2 separate regions of the Gossypium arboreum genome follow, and region 1 is linked to region 2. Evidence: chromatin contacts called from public Hi-C data. All regions are on one chromosome and are shown on one strand. Each heading gives the region's core, a stretch centred on a gene start, on an enhancer-like site or on the middle of the called end of the contact. The rest is flanking DNA. Distances are from core to core; before and after follow the strand shown. Region 1 holds the start of LOC108458491 (COBRA-like protein 10). Region 2 holds the start of LOC108460713 (homeobox-leucine zipper protein MERISTEM L1-like).

Region 1 (7,785 bases), core at 4,476-6,975, 230 kb before region 2:
TTTTGATTGGCCATCTGAGAGACTAGGGAATAAGCACTTTAGTGATTGTATGGGGATTACTTACATGAGGAATGTTTGTCTTATCATGTAACGAAGGGGATTCTTATTTGTACAAATGGTACTTCGAGCTTGAAACGAGCATGAAGAAATTAACGATACTTCTTTATCTTTTGAGTTGTTCTGTCGGATCGATCGCTCAAGACCTTTGGTCTCTACCCGAACCCGATGAAAAAAATGGGATCACTTCTTATGGGTTCGTTGAGAACCAGTCAAATTAAAATTGCTAGAACAATCAAAGAATAATCTTACATCTTACACCAATTGAGAACAACTTGGTAGGACTTAGGTCAAAGAGTTGACCCATCGGAGGGGCAAAATAAAATAGCTTAATATTTAATTAAGGAGAAGTACCAGCTTATAATATGCCATGTCAATATATCAATTTGTTCATAGAAAATTTTGGGAAAAGAAAATATTACCAACAAATATATGGTAAGAAGATTACCATATAAATATAAATATAAATATAAATATAAATATAAATATAAATATAAATATCGGAATAAATTATATTAGGATAATCCTAAAAGTATAGTTTTTAGACATCAATAAAATAGTGCTACATTATTAAATTTTAAATAGAACAAAGTATTATTATATACTCATTTATATCTAATATCTTTTTTACAAATTTTAATCATTTTTTTTCATAAGTTAATATTTTTTTTTATTTTGTGCAACCAATTTTAAAAAAATAGTAATTTTTGTGCAATTTTTATGTCATTGACATATAATTTTAGTAATTATTTTACCCTAAACCTAGAACTTCGAACCTTTAATTTGAACCTTCAACCTCAACCTTGAATCCCGAACCTTGAGGTTTAGGGTTTGGATTCGAGATTTAATGTAACGCCCCAAAAATTGGGCCTAGGAGAGTTGGGCTTTGAGTCTGGGATTCGGATAGAAGAAAACCTGAATATTGAGAAGTTTTAAATATTACTAGTGTTTAAAAATATATATATATTGATAAAATATTTATGTTATTACTAATATTTTAATTTTTATGAAAATTATTATCATTATAATTATTAGAGACAAATATATTTATAAAATTATTGTTGTTAATTTAGTGTTTAAATTAACATATTATTAAAAAAATTTTACTGTATCTATTTTTATTGATTTATGGAAATTATAATTATTATTATTAGGAAAAATATATATATATATTATCGTATTTGAAATCTTCAATATTATGGTTATTATTATTATTATTATTTTAGTTTTAAATAAATTTAGAAGTATTTAAAGTATGGGAAAAATTCGATCCAAGACTGTAGCAAAAATAATTATTTTTGTTCTTTAGGGGATCTGGGCATTAAGGTTTATTAATAAGTTAGGCTAAAATTAGACATAAGGAGGAATTTGGCCTAGTGGTTAGGCGTGTTAAGTAGTAGGAAGGGAGCAGGGGTTCGATTCCCTGCGTGCGCAAATGTGAATTTTTTTTTTTTTTAGTATACAGGTTGCGGTTGGAATAGGCCTTAAAGGAAGTTACGAATGAAGTTTGACACAAAGAGAGCCTGTGGTGCAGTGACAAGCAACGTATGTGTGTGTTAAAGAGGTTGCAGGTTCGATTCCGTACGTGAGTGAATCCTGTTTTATTTTTAAAGTGGGCCAGAACTGAAACAGGTAAGGTTTATAATTTATTGTGGCCATATATTAGCAAGGAAGGAAGCCGGGTGCGGTGGCCAACAGCATGGGCGTGGGCGCAAGGCGGACGGAGGTCTGGGGTTCGAGTCCAGGCTAAGGTATGTTTTAATGTTTTTAAAATGAACGGGACTTCAGCAGGTAACCTTTAAGATAAAATGGGACGGTGTATTATTGAAAGCAAATGCGCGTCTCAGTGCCCAGCAGCATGCTGGGCAACCTGGAGGTCCCAGGTTCGAACAACGTTATGCGCAAAAGGATGTTTCTTTTTGCTGAACGCACGTGGGAAGGACCGTACGGGATTGAAATGCTACCAGCTGCAGGAGGATTCGGCTGAATGGGGGACTGCTGCTCAGCAGTGGAGAGTTTGAATTAAATTCAAACTTTGATTATGGCCATGAATTAAGGAGATAAGGAAGGAATTAAAATTGGAAAAGGATTTTATTTTATTCTAATCTTAATCTTATTTCTTTTTGCTCTTATTCTTTTCTATTTTTCCTAAAAGCTGAACAATTTTCTCATTTTTTTTTTATTTTCTTTCCTTCTCTCATCTATTCCCCTCTTCTCTTTTCTTTCTCCTCTTGCCTATTGTTCTTAAGCTAATCCCTCTCTTTTCTCTTCCGTTATTTCTTCCACAAACTCTCTACCTCTCATTCTTCCTCTCTTTCATTTATAGTAAAAGCTGAACCGATCATTCTTTTCATTGCTAACCGAATATCAACAAGCCAAATCCCGAAGGAGTCAAAGGAAGTCGATTGCTTTATAAAGTGACGCAAAAGCCAAAAGCACAAAGACCCTTGGGTGACTTGGTGGCCGATTCGTAGGATCCTTGTGGTACGGGTTCGCTAGTGTTTTAAAGTGCATTGCGTTGAATCGGAGTTAACACGGGATTGAAACCGTTTGGGTAAGTGAACCTTGGTAAGTGCTCGTAGCTTTAATCAATTCAATATTAGGGAGTTTAAGAAAAGCCGAAACCTCTCTAATTTAGGGAGATGGCCGAATATGGGCATAGACTTTATGGGGTCTTCTTTTAATATTTTTGGTTTATTTATTGAAGGAGCAGCAAGGTGTAGTGTCGATTTGGAGTAGCTTGGATCACCGGAGTAGCTAGGCCCAATCATCAATCGCGACAAAGGTAAGGTGCCTAAGGCCATTTTGGAGGGTGGCCGAATGTGTAAGTGTTAATATTGGATAGTTCTTGATTTGGTTCAATTATTGCGAGCTGATATATTTAACAAATGATTATAGGAGAAATCGTGTAGGAAATCTCGTCGAGGAATATCGCAAATCAGGTGTGTAAACGAACCCTTTCATAGCTTAAAGCGATAAATGCCGAAAAGCCGAAATGCCGAAATTCTGGCATTTCGAGGACTCGTGAGCAAGCGAACGCTCATTAGTTAGTTAGATTCGTTGAGATGATGATCGGGAACATTGGAAACGGTAAGAACGTGATTTTTGGCATTCACGGTAAGTTGGGCCTCGAGGGTCAATAATAGGCCCAACAAAGCTTTGCCCATTTGGGTAAAATTGGCGAATATGAAAACTCGTTAAATTGCGATCGAGACTGATAAAACCATTATGGAATATAGGCTAAATGGGCCTAGACGACGAAATTGGCTAAGTAGGGCCCATTAGGGGTTTTAGGCCCAATAACTCGTTTTCGCTAAAAATGGGCCAGAATCACTGTTTGCACCCATGAATTGTTTGTAACCGTTAATGAACATGGAAACCCTTAATTTTTGGTAAAATTACAAGATTACCGTTATAATATGAAAATGACCGTTTTGCCCTAGGTAAAAAAATGACCATTATACCCATAGGGTTTATATATGAACCTAATGCATGGGATTTTGATAAACATGATATGTATGATATGCACATGACATGTATGATATGCACATGATATGTATGATATGCACATGAGATGTTCATAAATGCATTGGGTTGAGTTTTTATATGGATGGAGGAAGTGCAAAAGGGCTTATGCCCCAGTTATTAAAGGGCTTATGCCCCAGTTATTAAAGGGCTTATGCCCCAGTTATCAAAAGGGCTTATGCCCCAGTTATCAAAAGGGCTTATGCCCCAGTTATTAAAGGGCTTATGCCCCAGTGATCAAAAGGGCTTATGCCCCAGTTATTAAAGGGCTTTTGCCCTGATTATTAAAAGAGGCAAGGCCTCCAAGATATGATAAAGCTATCTATGCCGCCAAGGAGAGTTATGGCGGGGTGGGTCGAGTTAATCCCCACATGGTGTGTTTGGTTGGTACGGTGGAGAGTAGCGGATGGTGGGTTGAGTAGTCTCCCAAATGGGTTGCATTCTTTCATTTGGCATTACATGTGTTATAAAATGGGCCTATGGGCCATACCGCTTCTGAAAAAGGCTTGCCCAAGAATATGAAACTTGAAAAGGCTTCGCCCAGTGTTATGAGATATGAATATGAAAAGGGCTATGGCCCAAGATATGTTTGAGATTGGATTTGGGCTTAGACCCAACAGTCGCTATTGTTTTGGGCTCGAAAGGGCTTGTTGCACACTGAGTTTCCAAACTCACCCCCTTTCCTTAACCTTGCAGGTGAGCCTTGATGTGGAGACTTGGGCCGGAGGGGATTCATAGTGGCCACGGTGATCGCTTTTGGACCTTTAAATAAGAGTTGGTTTTCATTTAATTTCCTTTAATTATTATTTATTTTGGGTTGTAATAAGGCCATTTTTAACTTTTCTTTTATTTCTTCTCGAGATTATTTTATTCTTAATAACTTTAAAATTGGTTGATAATTATTCAAATAGGCTAGACTTAGGACGTGTTTTCAAAACGATATTTGTTTTCAAAAAGTTCAACACCACGATTAATCGATTTATCAAAGTCGTTCACTTAAACAAATTTAAACTCGATATAACAAAGTGTGGCTATGGTTGTGGGCATGTCTAGGATTGGATCCAATCAAAGAGCTTGGTACTTAAGCAGCCTTCATGGCTCACCTCCTCTATCTCGGATACCTACCTGGTGCCTAGCTTACATACACTTTGTTAACTCAACAAAATATAGGATTTTTAAAACACTAAAACGGAACGTGGGTTTTCAACTCCAATGTGGCACGTCAGATTCGGCCATAGCGTCTGGGCCGGGTTTGGGGTGTTACATTTAAGGTTCAGAGTTCGGGTTTGGGCTTTGAGTTTTGGGTTTGAGGTTTGATGTTTAAGGTTTAAAATTCATGTTCAAATTTAGGGTTTAGGAGTTTGGGATTTAAGGTTTAGGTTTAAGGGTTCAAGATTATGGGTTATAGGTTATGAGTTTGGGATTTAAGGTTTGGTTGTAAGGTTCAAGGGTTTGAGGTTTGAGTTTAGGGTATGGGGTTCTATATTTTAGGTTCAGGGTAAAAAAATTATCAAAATTATGTGTCAATGATATGAATTTTTTTTAAATGTCATTAAATAATTGGAAAGGGAATATGAATAATGTGGTGGAAAGGATCTATAAAATACTTTTTTTTATGGATGAGTTTATAATAATTATTTTGTATTTAAATTTTGATGATGTGGTAAAATTTTATTAGTGCCTATAAACTTTAATTTTCAGGATGATACTTATCTAAGTTATTCTCATAAATATAATATGATTTATTTTATTTAACATATAAATATGTAGACCATGGAGATATTCAGAAATTTTGGGGATGAAGCTCCATAAATCATCTGCCATTGCTAGAATTACGAAATTCAAATGATAGTTAATCCAAATACATCGCTAACTTAGAGGATGAGGTTTAAGCTGACTTATTCTACATTAGTTCCATTAGCAGCATCATAATTTGGATTCAATGTTTCCTCCATCTTCTTTCTCTCAATTTCTTCCTCTATTCTTTACTCTACTCACGCTGCACAACTCTGAAACAATTCCTTCATAGAAAACCGAGTGTTACAAACAGTTTCCATTACAGTTCCCAAATATCATTTAAGATTAAACAACTGAGAGCTAAGGTAATTAATCGTTTATCTCTGAGGTGGAGGGGTTGAAGATATGAAATTGTCATGGAAAGTAGTAGCCTTCATGTTGTTTCTGTTTCATTCAACAAATCATATTTGTTTAGCCCAACAAGAAGGTAATGATGAGGCTGATGATGAGGCAGAAAAGCAACCTACGCTTCCCAAAGGGCAAGAACATTGTAAAGGGATATTTATTTGGTACAATTTCATCTCTAGAACAAAAGAGTTTCCCCGTTTGAAGAATACAACAGCCCAATCATGGGCATTCAAGTCCAGAGTGACCATATTGAACATGGGAACCAGTGAGTTGCAGGCTTGGAAGATTTTCATTGGGTTTCAATACAAGGAGATATTAGTTTCAGCAAAAGGAGCAGTTTTAATGAGTGGTGTGGATTTCCCAGCTCCTGTTGGCAATGGAACATACCTCTCCGGATATCCTCAAACCGATCTCGAAACTTCCATCGACACCGCTAATGAGTTTGACAGAATTCAGGTGAAAGTTGAACTCAGAGGCACACAGTTCGGACTGAAGCCACCTGGGAATCCAATGCCTAAAACAATAAAACTTGCAAATGATGGATACAAATGCCCTTCACCGACTCGTCGTAGTGAGTACTTAAAACCCTTTATTTTTTTTTTCTTATATACTTTCATTTTGATTTCCTAACCATAACAATGTTGTTCATCCACAGAAGCCTCAATGTACGTATGTTGTGTGAAGGACCCAAAGTTAAAAGCTAATAAAACTACAAAAACAAAGTTCTTGCCACGACAAAAAGGAGACCTTTTGATTTCGTATGATGTTAGTCAAGCCTACAAAAACAACTACCTTGCTCAGGTAACAATTGAGAACTGTCACCCTTTGGGACGTCTGGACCATTGGAACTTGACTTGGGAATGGATGAGAGGGGAATTTATAAACTCACTCAAAGGTGCTTATGTTCGAAAAGTTGATATTTCAGGCTGTTTAAATGGTAAAGTTGGGGAATACTACGGAGATATGGATTTTTCTAAAGTATTGAACTGCGAGAAAAAACCCATCATTTTTGACTTACCGGCGGAGAAAGCCGATGACGCCCAGATGGGGAAAATACCATTTTGTTGCAGAAATGGCACCCTTTTGCCAGAAACCATGGATTCAACCAAATCAAAGTCAGCTTTCATAATAGAAGTCTTCAAAATTCCACCTGATTTGAACAGAACAACCATATACCCTCCCCAAAAGTGGAAAATTGTGGGGGATCTTAATCCAGATTATAGATGTGGGGCACCTATCAGAGTGGAACCTGCTCAGTCCCCCGATCCCACTGGAGTTGAGGCAGTAAAATATGCAATCGCTAGCTGGCAAATTGTTTGCAACATCTCACGGCCAACCAAAGGCAATTCTAGATGTTGTGTTACGTTCTCTGCTTACTACAATAAGTCAGCTATTCCTTGCGACACTTGTGCCTGTGGGTGTGAAGATACAGCGAAATGCAATCCGAACAAACCGGCAATGCTTCTTCCTCCCGAGGCCCTTCTCGTTCCATTCGAAAATAGATCCGTGAAAGCCAAAGCCTGGGCGCAGATTCAACATTTTAAAGTCCCGAAGCGATTGCCTTGTGGTGACAACTGTGGGGTCAGCATAAATTGGCACGTCTCCTCGGACTACAAACAAGGATGGGCGGCTCGGCTTACCCTTTTCAATTGGAAAAGTATCAACTTCGAAAACTGGTTCACTGCGGTTCAGTTCAAGAAAGCTGGTTCTGGGTACGAAAGAATGTTCTCTTTCAATGCAACATTATTGAAAGAACTCAACAATACCATCTTCATCCAAGGCATAGAAGGGATGAATTATTTGATTGGAAAGAAGAACGGTTCAGACCCAGAAAATGATCCCGATGTGGCTGGAAAACAACAATCTGTTGTTACCTTTAAAAAGAGCGGAAAGACATGGCCCAATATTGCTAAAGGAGATGGATTTCCAACAAAGGTCCTTTTCAATGGTGAAGAATGTGCACTTCCTTCACGTATTCCAGTTTCAACTGGAATCCGAGTCGGTGTTAGTTTATCGTTACTTTTTCTTTGCAAATTTGTGAGCTTGTTGTTGGTACAA
Region 2 (7,403 bases), core at 4,252-6,751:
TTTTTCGTTATGTTTTTCCATTTCCAAAGTTTTAATTATTTTAATTAAAATTGAATAAATTTAGAGATGATGTCATATGTGATTGAGTGTAGAATAATATTTGTATTTCTTTAAAATTGATGATGTGTCATTATTCTATTGTTATATATTTTAAGATTATCCTAATATAAATTATTTTTAATAGAAAAAGACGTGGAAGCCTAAATGCAAGCAACAAACTTATTCTTCTCCATCAACATTCACCCTGGATTTGCAAGAATCCATGAGTAGTGTACAAATATTCCTCTTGGTGGCACCTTTAAAACACTTTTTCTAAGTCTTAAGAAAATATTAACGATGGACTGCCTCCTACTGGGTTCCACAACTACCCAATATTCGGCTTAAAGCAAAAAGGCAAAAAGATCAAATTTGGAGTTGGGTTCTAAGTGGTAGGAAAGGTCAGGTTCTAATTGAAATGAAGAAGGAAACAGAGTGATGAGAAGATGAAGAGAAGTTATGGAGTGGAAGCATTAAGTTAGATGATGGATAAGATTAGATTCCCAAAGGAAAAAAAATAAAATACAGTTGGTAGGACCTAAAGATGACTTGCCATTAACTGAACTGAAGGCTAATATAATGGGGGCACTTTCCATTTTAATGCAGCAAACTGCATCAACGTTATCCATCTCTCTAATCTCTCCCACCTATATCAATACATATATACATACACACACACACTTGAATTTCATCTCTAAATCAAACTTGATAAATTTCTCTTTTCTTGCCTTAAAATAATGGTAATGACAGCTTTAAGGAATTCTTTTATTTTATGATTTCACTCTTGGAAATTTTAGAACAGTTTGCTCATATTCTCTGGCAAAGCAATGGAATCAGAATTCTATTGGAATATTTTCAGCAATATTTATAGCTTTCCAATAAATATAAATGAAAAAGGCGTAATTAATAAATAATTATATATTTTGGTTATTAAAAAGACTTATAATTATTTAAACAATATTATTTGAATAGTTATGTTTAATCAAAAGATATTAGATGAGTAATTATGTCTGCTTTTAAAGATATTATTATTCAAAAAGATACCTATTGAAATATATCTCTATGAAAAGACATGAAAATTGTTATAAATTGGAATGAGATTTCATTTGAAAATATACCAACAAGTTCTAAAATTATTTCTATCTTTCCTCCATATTCTAATATTATTAGATTGTTCTATAAAGATTTACTGCAGAAATTATTTATAAAAATTGATTTTCTTGTTATGCATTTTAAAGTGCTTAGTGGACTATTTTCGTCAGTGCAAAACACAAATAGTCATCAGGCTTCATTGTATCCTCGAGGTTTATTTGCTTGAAACTCATTTACACACCGAGTATAGGTGGGGGCAAATAGAACCTTAAAGATAGTGGCTTGATACATGCCTTAGAGCATTGTCCTATTTCTTCGTTTTTTGTTCAAGTTGTTGTTCGTTTTTCGTTCGTGTGTTCGAGATTTTCCTCACCTAAGTTTTGTACTAATAACTTTAAGGTTCTATTCTTCATGGTGACTACAATAATTTTGAAAAATGCAATACATGTATGTTTACTAAAGTTACTAGAAACCCTTTCCCTAATGTTAAAAGAAAAACAAAAATACTTCTACATTAGGTGGAATGAAATATTTTATTACTTTTATTAATGATTGTTCTATATATTCCTATGTATATTTATTGCATTCAAAAGATGAAGCGCTTGATAAATTTAAAGCTTATAAATCTGAAGTTGAAATTCAGTGTTATTGATATTGTCATTGAATCAAGATATGTTATTTTTTTATGAAAATAGATTTAATTTTATTTCAAGACAATTACAACCACAACAATTAACTCATTCTTCAAATGAGAACGAGATTCCATTTGAACAAATTGATAATAATGATGAATCTTGTCAAGAATTAAGAAGAAGTAGAAGGATTAAAAAGGTAAAAGATTTTAGACCAGATTTCATTATGTTCCTTGTAAAAGGAAAAGGTGAAAGTACAGACAATAAGATACCTTATTGTTATAATATGGAATCTGATCCTTTTACATTTGAAGATGTAATAAAATCTCAAGACTCTCCTTTTTGGAAAGAAGTAATAAATGATGAGATGGATTCAGTAATGGAAAATCAAACTTGGATCTTAATTTATCTTCCACCAAGTTCCAGACCAATAGGTTGTAAATAGATCTTCAAAAAGAAAATGAAGGTCAATGGATCCATTGATAAATTTAAAACAAGGTTGTTAGCCAAAGGTTTTACACAAAAATAATGTATTGATTACTTTGATATGTATGTTCCAGTAGCAAGAATTGCTACGATTAGACTATTAATATCACTTACCTCAATGTATAATTTGGTTGTTCACCAAATGAATGTTAAAACTGCATTTTTAAATGGTGAATTGGAAGAGAAAGTGTACATTGAACACTGAAAGGATTTGTTGTTCCAGGATAGGATCATAAGGTATGTAAGCTTATTAAATCTCCATATGGACTTAAACAAGCACCAAAGCAATGACACCAAAAGTTTGACAAGGTTGTTCTAGCTAATGGCTATAAAATAAATGAATTTGATAAATGCATATATAGGAAATTTGAAAATGGAAAAGGTGTCATAATTTTCTTATATGTAGATAACATGCTCATATTTGGCACAGATTTGGAACAAATTGAAAACACAAAGAAATTCTCATCAAATAACTTTGCTATGAAGGATCTGGGTGTAGCAGATGTTATTCTTGGGATTAAAATAACCCAAAAGGAAAGCACTATAGCTTTATTACAATCACATTACATTGAAAAAGTGTTTAAAAAGTTTGATATTTTCAATTATATACTAGCATTTACACCCATGGATCCTCAAATAAAATTAGTATCTAATGCTGGTAGGAAATTTGATCAATTGAAATATGTCTAATTGATTGTCTTATGTACATAATGACTTATACAAGACATGATATTGCATATGTTGTTGGAAATTAAGTAGATACACAAGTAATCCAAGTAGTTTGCATTAACAAGCTTTGAATAGAGTACTTAGGTACTTAAAGAAAACTATTAACTATGGTTTGTGCTATAATGGATATCCTTCAATTTTAAAAGGGTATTTGGATGCTAGTTGGATTAAAAGTTTGGAAGATTATGCTTCTACTAGTGGATGGATCTTCATTCTTGATGGAGGAGTCATTTCTTGGGGTTCTGAAAAACAAAAATGTATTATTGATTCCACTATGGAAGCCAAATTTATAGCATTAGTCGTTGCATTTAAAGAAGCACAATGGTTAAGAAAATTGCTTTATGATGTACCTCTATGACCTAAATCAATTTCACCTATTTCTATCCGTTGTGAAAGTGTGACTACTCTAGCAAAGGCATATACCTAAGTATATAATGTAAAGTCTAAACACATTGGATTTAGATATAGCTATGGCCGAAAATTAATCTTTGATGGAGTGATCACTATTAATTATGTGAGGTCAAGTGAAAATTTGGTAGATCCTTTGACAAAAAGTCTTGCTAGAGATGTAGTCAACAAGATCTCAAAAGAGATGTGACTCAAGCCCATTTATGAGAGTTACCTATAACGGAAACTCGACTCAATGCTTGGTATAACGTTACGTCTTAAGTCCAATGAGATAAAGTACATCATTAGTATGTGACTGCTAGCACTATAAATATATCTATCCTAAAATTAAAGTGCTAGATACCCGTAATGATAAAGGAATGATGAGTAATATAATCTTAATAGACTCATAACATAAATATGTTAGAGTGTTATAATTATGGGGGCACTCTTGAAAAATGTCTATATAAAGAGAAATAAAAATTCCTATAAATAGGAATGGGATTTTATTTGGAAATATATCACCAAGTTCTAAAATTATTTCTATCTTTCCTCCATCTTCTAATATTATTAGATTATTCTATAAAGAGTTCCTGCAGAAATTTTTTTATAGAAATTGATTTTCTTGTTATACATTGCCCAGTGCTCAGTGGACTATTTTCGTCAATGCAAAACACAAATAGTCATCAGGTTTCATTGTATCCTCGAGATTTATTTGCTTGAAACTCATTTGCACACCAAGTATAGGTGGGACGATTAGATCCTTAAAGATAGTGGTTTGATACATACTTTGGAGCCTTGTCCTATTTCTTCGTTTTCTGTTTGAGTTATTATTCGTTTGTTCAAACTTTCCTCACCGAACTTTTGTAGTAACAATTTCATCATGAATCTATTCTTCAGACCTAAACTCTTTTTGTTTCGGTGGTTTAAGGAGAAGGAAATGAGATTTTAACATTTACCGTAAACAAATGTTAGTGAGAAAATAATTGAATACATGTCTCAAGGAGAGCAGCAGAAGAAGCATGTCTAAGGAGCAAAAGAAGAATGAGCAACAAAATGTTTGGCCTACACCCTTAGATACATGACCAAATAAGCTTGCTATTTTGAATTCAAGCATGGTTACAAAGAAAAATGTAAATGTTTAATCGTATACGGAATATGGTACTTTTATTTAATGAATCACTTTAAAGTTCATGTCCCATCGAAAAAATAAAAGAATGAATTACTTGTTATTAGAAAAAATAATGAAAGATAATAAATGTTAGAGTAGTTAGGTAGCTAATGCAAAGGAGCTACCCAGGCACAATATTATAACAAAATCTTGGGTAATATGTCAAATATGAAAGGAAAATAACGTTAAAGTTATACTATTCTTTTAGCTGTTGGTTTTGCAATCTGCAATACCCTTTCAATGTTGATAATTAATGCAATAAAAGTAAATAAATACATAAAACAGATCACAGATGAGTTGAATTAATTCATATACCGACCGGATATGATTATACGTATGCATATATGTCAAAAGGAAGAGACGAGATTAAATTTGGTTAGCAATTATGAGAATTGCACCACATAGATTTTGGTAGGCATGCATGCATGGACATGATATATAATGCGTCTGAAATCTGCAAATGCAGATCATAGCCTGTATCCTTCAGACTCAATAATTTCTTGGAAGATTTGAGAGCAAGCCGAAAGATTAAATATATTTCAGTTATTCTAGCAGCAGCTCTAATTTGCTTTTCATGTAATTTGATGGGGAAATCAATTAGTATAATATTCAACCATATATAAAGCAAATATTTAATTCCAAAACAAAACAATAAATATTTGAAAGTAGTCGTTATGATTTAAACTTGTGAGATATCAATTATATATTTTATCCTATGAAAAATTTAAACTTTTTATACTATATGTGTACACAGTGAATATTGTTGCAGATTTCATGACAATATTAGGAAGAAATATTTCTCTTGATTTGAGAATTTATGATGTTCCTCCAAATTGATTGAGATGAAAATTTTACAAGACAGTATTGATGTTAGATATAAGTCCTGTTATTAGTAAATATATTTAACTTCTTTTATCTACAAATATATATATATATATCCTATACCTGCATGCTTATTAGTAAAACCTATCAATATTGGAGCTGAGACACTGAAAACTAGTTGAAAGCTTACAAAGTTAATTTAAAGAAAGGGTAGGGAAGGGGAGATGTTTTTCTCTTTCTATAATTTTTATTTCTATCACTCCCAATTACACCTCTCACCCACCATAAATGCTATTGCACCCTCTCGATGGGCTCTGCTATTAACTCCTTAGCTGCCACATCCTGTCCACCTGTTTCTTCAATTCTCTTCATTTTCCTCAACCCCCCCTAGGAACTTCAAACCCCTTTCTCTCTCTAGACTTTAACCCTATTCTCTCTCAAGGTAGGTCTGTCAAACCAGTGACCCCAAACTCTTAAAAACCACCCTAAAGCCTCCTTTCATTAATCTTTCTCAACAATGTTCAAAAGGGTTTTCTTTTGTTTTGCCTATACGGCCCTTTAAAAAGTCTCTACTCACAAAACCTATTTCTTTCCCTGGACCAGCTTGTTTATAGCACCCGATCTGTGTTCACACCATTTGCCATTCTCTCTTTCATAAATTCGCTTATAAAGCTTTGCTGAGAATCAAGAGAGAGTGCAAAAAGTGTTTGTAATCTTTGGTTTGTGGGGACTTTCTATCAAAATCAACCTAAATACCACCAATATAGGAAACCGGGGCCAAGAATCTAACAAGCAAGAGACTGATATGTGTAGCATGTATTGCTGCTGGTTAGGGTTTTAAAGGTCATCGGCTATCTATGTCTCCCAACATGAGATTTCTAGTGACCAACTTACCACTGCATTTAAGACAAGAAAATAGTTGCCCTAAGCTCTTAGTCTCCTTCTCCAAATAATCCATATATAAGGTAATTTCTTTCCTCCTTTTTTTCCCCAACTTTTGCTGCTCTTTTTATTTCTCCGAGGTTCTTTCACTTTTCCCATGGGAATAGATTACGATAAGCTTTCGACTAATCCATCATTTTAATCTTCGAAGTATATGCTACCTTTAAATATAGTAGCAGTTGGTTATTAAGATATTCAAAGAAAAATCCTTCTCGATAAGCGAACTAAAACTTTTTTTCTTTGAAAGAGAGATGGTATATGGTTTACAGCTCCACTGTTTATTTGCCTTCCAAATGTTTCCACGATTCGATTGTCATGCACTGGTTTTGACTTTTTTAACCTTCTTTATGACTTCTTTGTATTTACATTTTGTGTCTTTCGTTACTGTTCTACAGTTTATTTAACCCTTTTCCCCCTTTATTTTAGTTTGCTTGATTTGTGTATGTTCTCTCGGCAGAACCCAGAATATCCATACCGTCGACATTCGAGCACTTTGTTAACATGTTTAGCCCCAACTTATTTGAGAGTCCCCACATGTTCGACATGTCTCATAAGACCTCGGAAAGTGAACTAATGGGGAAGGTCAGGGATGATGATTATGAGATCAAATCAGTCACTGAAACTATGGATGCTCCCTCTGGAGATGATCAAGATCCTGACCAACGCCCTAAAATGAAGCGTTATCATCGTCATACCCAGCGTCAAATCCAGGAGATGGAAGCGTAAGTTTTTTTTTTTTTCCTCTTACTTAAAGATAAGAAATATTAACATGACTAGTTCTTCTTTGGGGAATTGATTGTTTTGACACTTTGTTGCTCAGATTCTTTAAGGAGTGCCCTCACCCTGATGATAAGCAAAGGAAGGAGCTTGGCCGTGAGCTAGGGTTAGAACCTCTTCAAGTCAAGTTTTGGTTCCAAAACAAGCGCACCCAAATGAAGGTATATTTCCATATATAGGTGAAAATCAGGAGCTCTAATCTGCTTATTTAAGTATTTAGACTTGTTTTATGATTAAGCTTTTCTGTCTATCTAGTAAGCTTTCCTAGCTTAGTTGCTAAAGTTCACCTTCATTAACAGGCCCAACATGAACGCCATGAAAATGCTATA

What was found. Hi-C and Micro-C count contacts between places; a contact is called where the count stands out from the background.
Region 1: a Hi-C map of leaf shows a contact between it and region 2, with 4 times the contacts expected there. The contact joins the promoter of LOC108458491 here to the promoter of LOC108460713 in region 2. A contact is called at or near these places in 2 of 5 Hi-C or Micro-C datasets (both in leaf).

The regions. Positions count from the first base shown.
Region 1 is chr6:14,611,299-14,619,083 of ASM2569848v2, reverse strand. It overlaps LOC108458491 (COBRA-like protein 10), which reads left to right and starts at 5,725. Exons shown (of 2, transcript XM_017757912.2): 1 at 5,725-6,298; 2 at 6,383-7,785. The coding sequence starts at 5,725.
Region 2 is chr6:14,381,423-14,388,825 of ASM2569848v2, reverse strand. LOC108460713 (homeobox-leucine zipper protein MERISTEM L1-like) reads left to right here and starts at 5,501. Exons shown (of 12, transcript XM_053029788.1): 1 at 5,501-6,320; 2 at 6,755-7,019; 3 at 7,118-7,235; 4 at 7,374-7,403. The coding sequence starts at 6,799.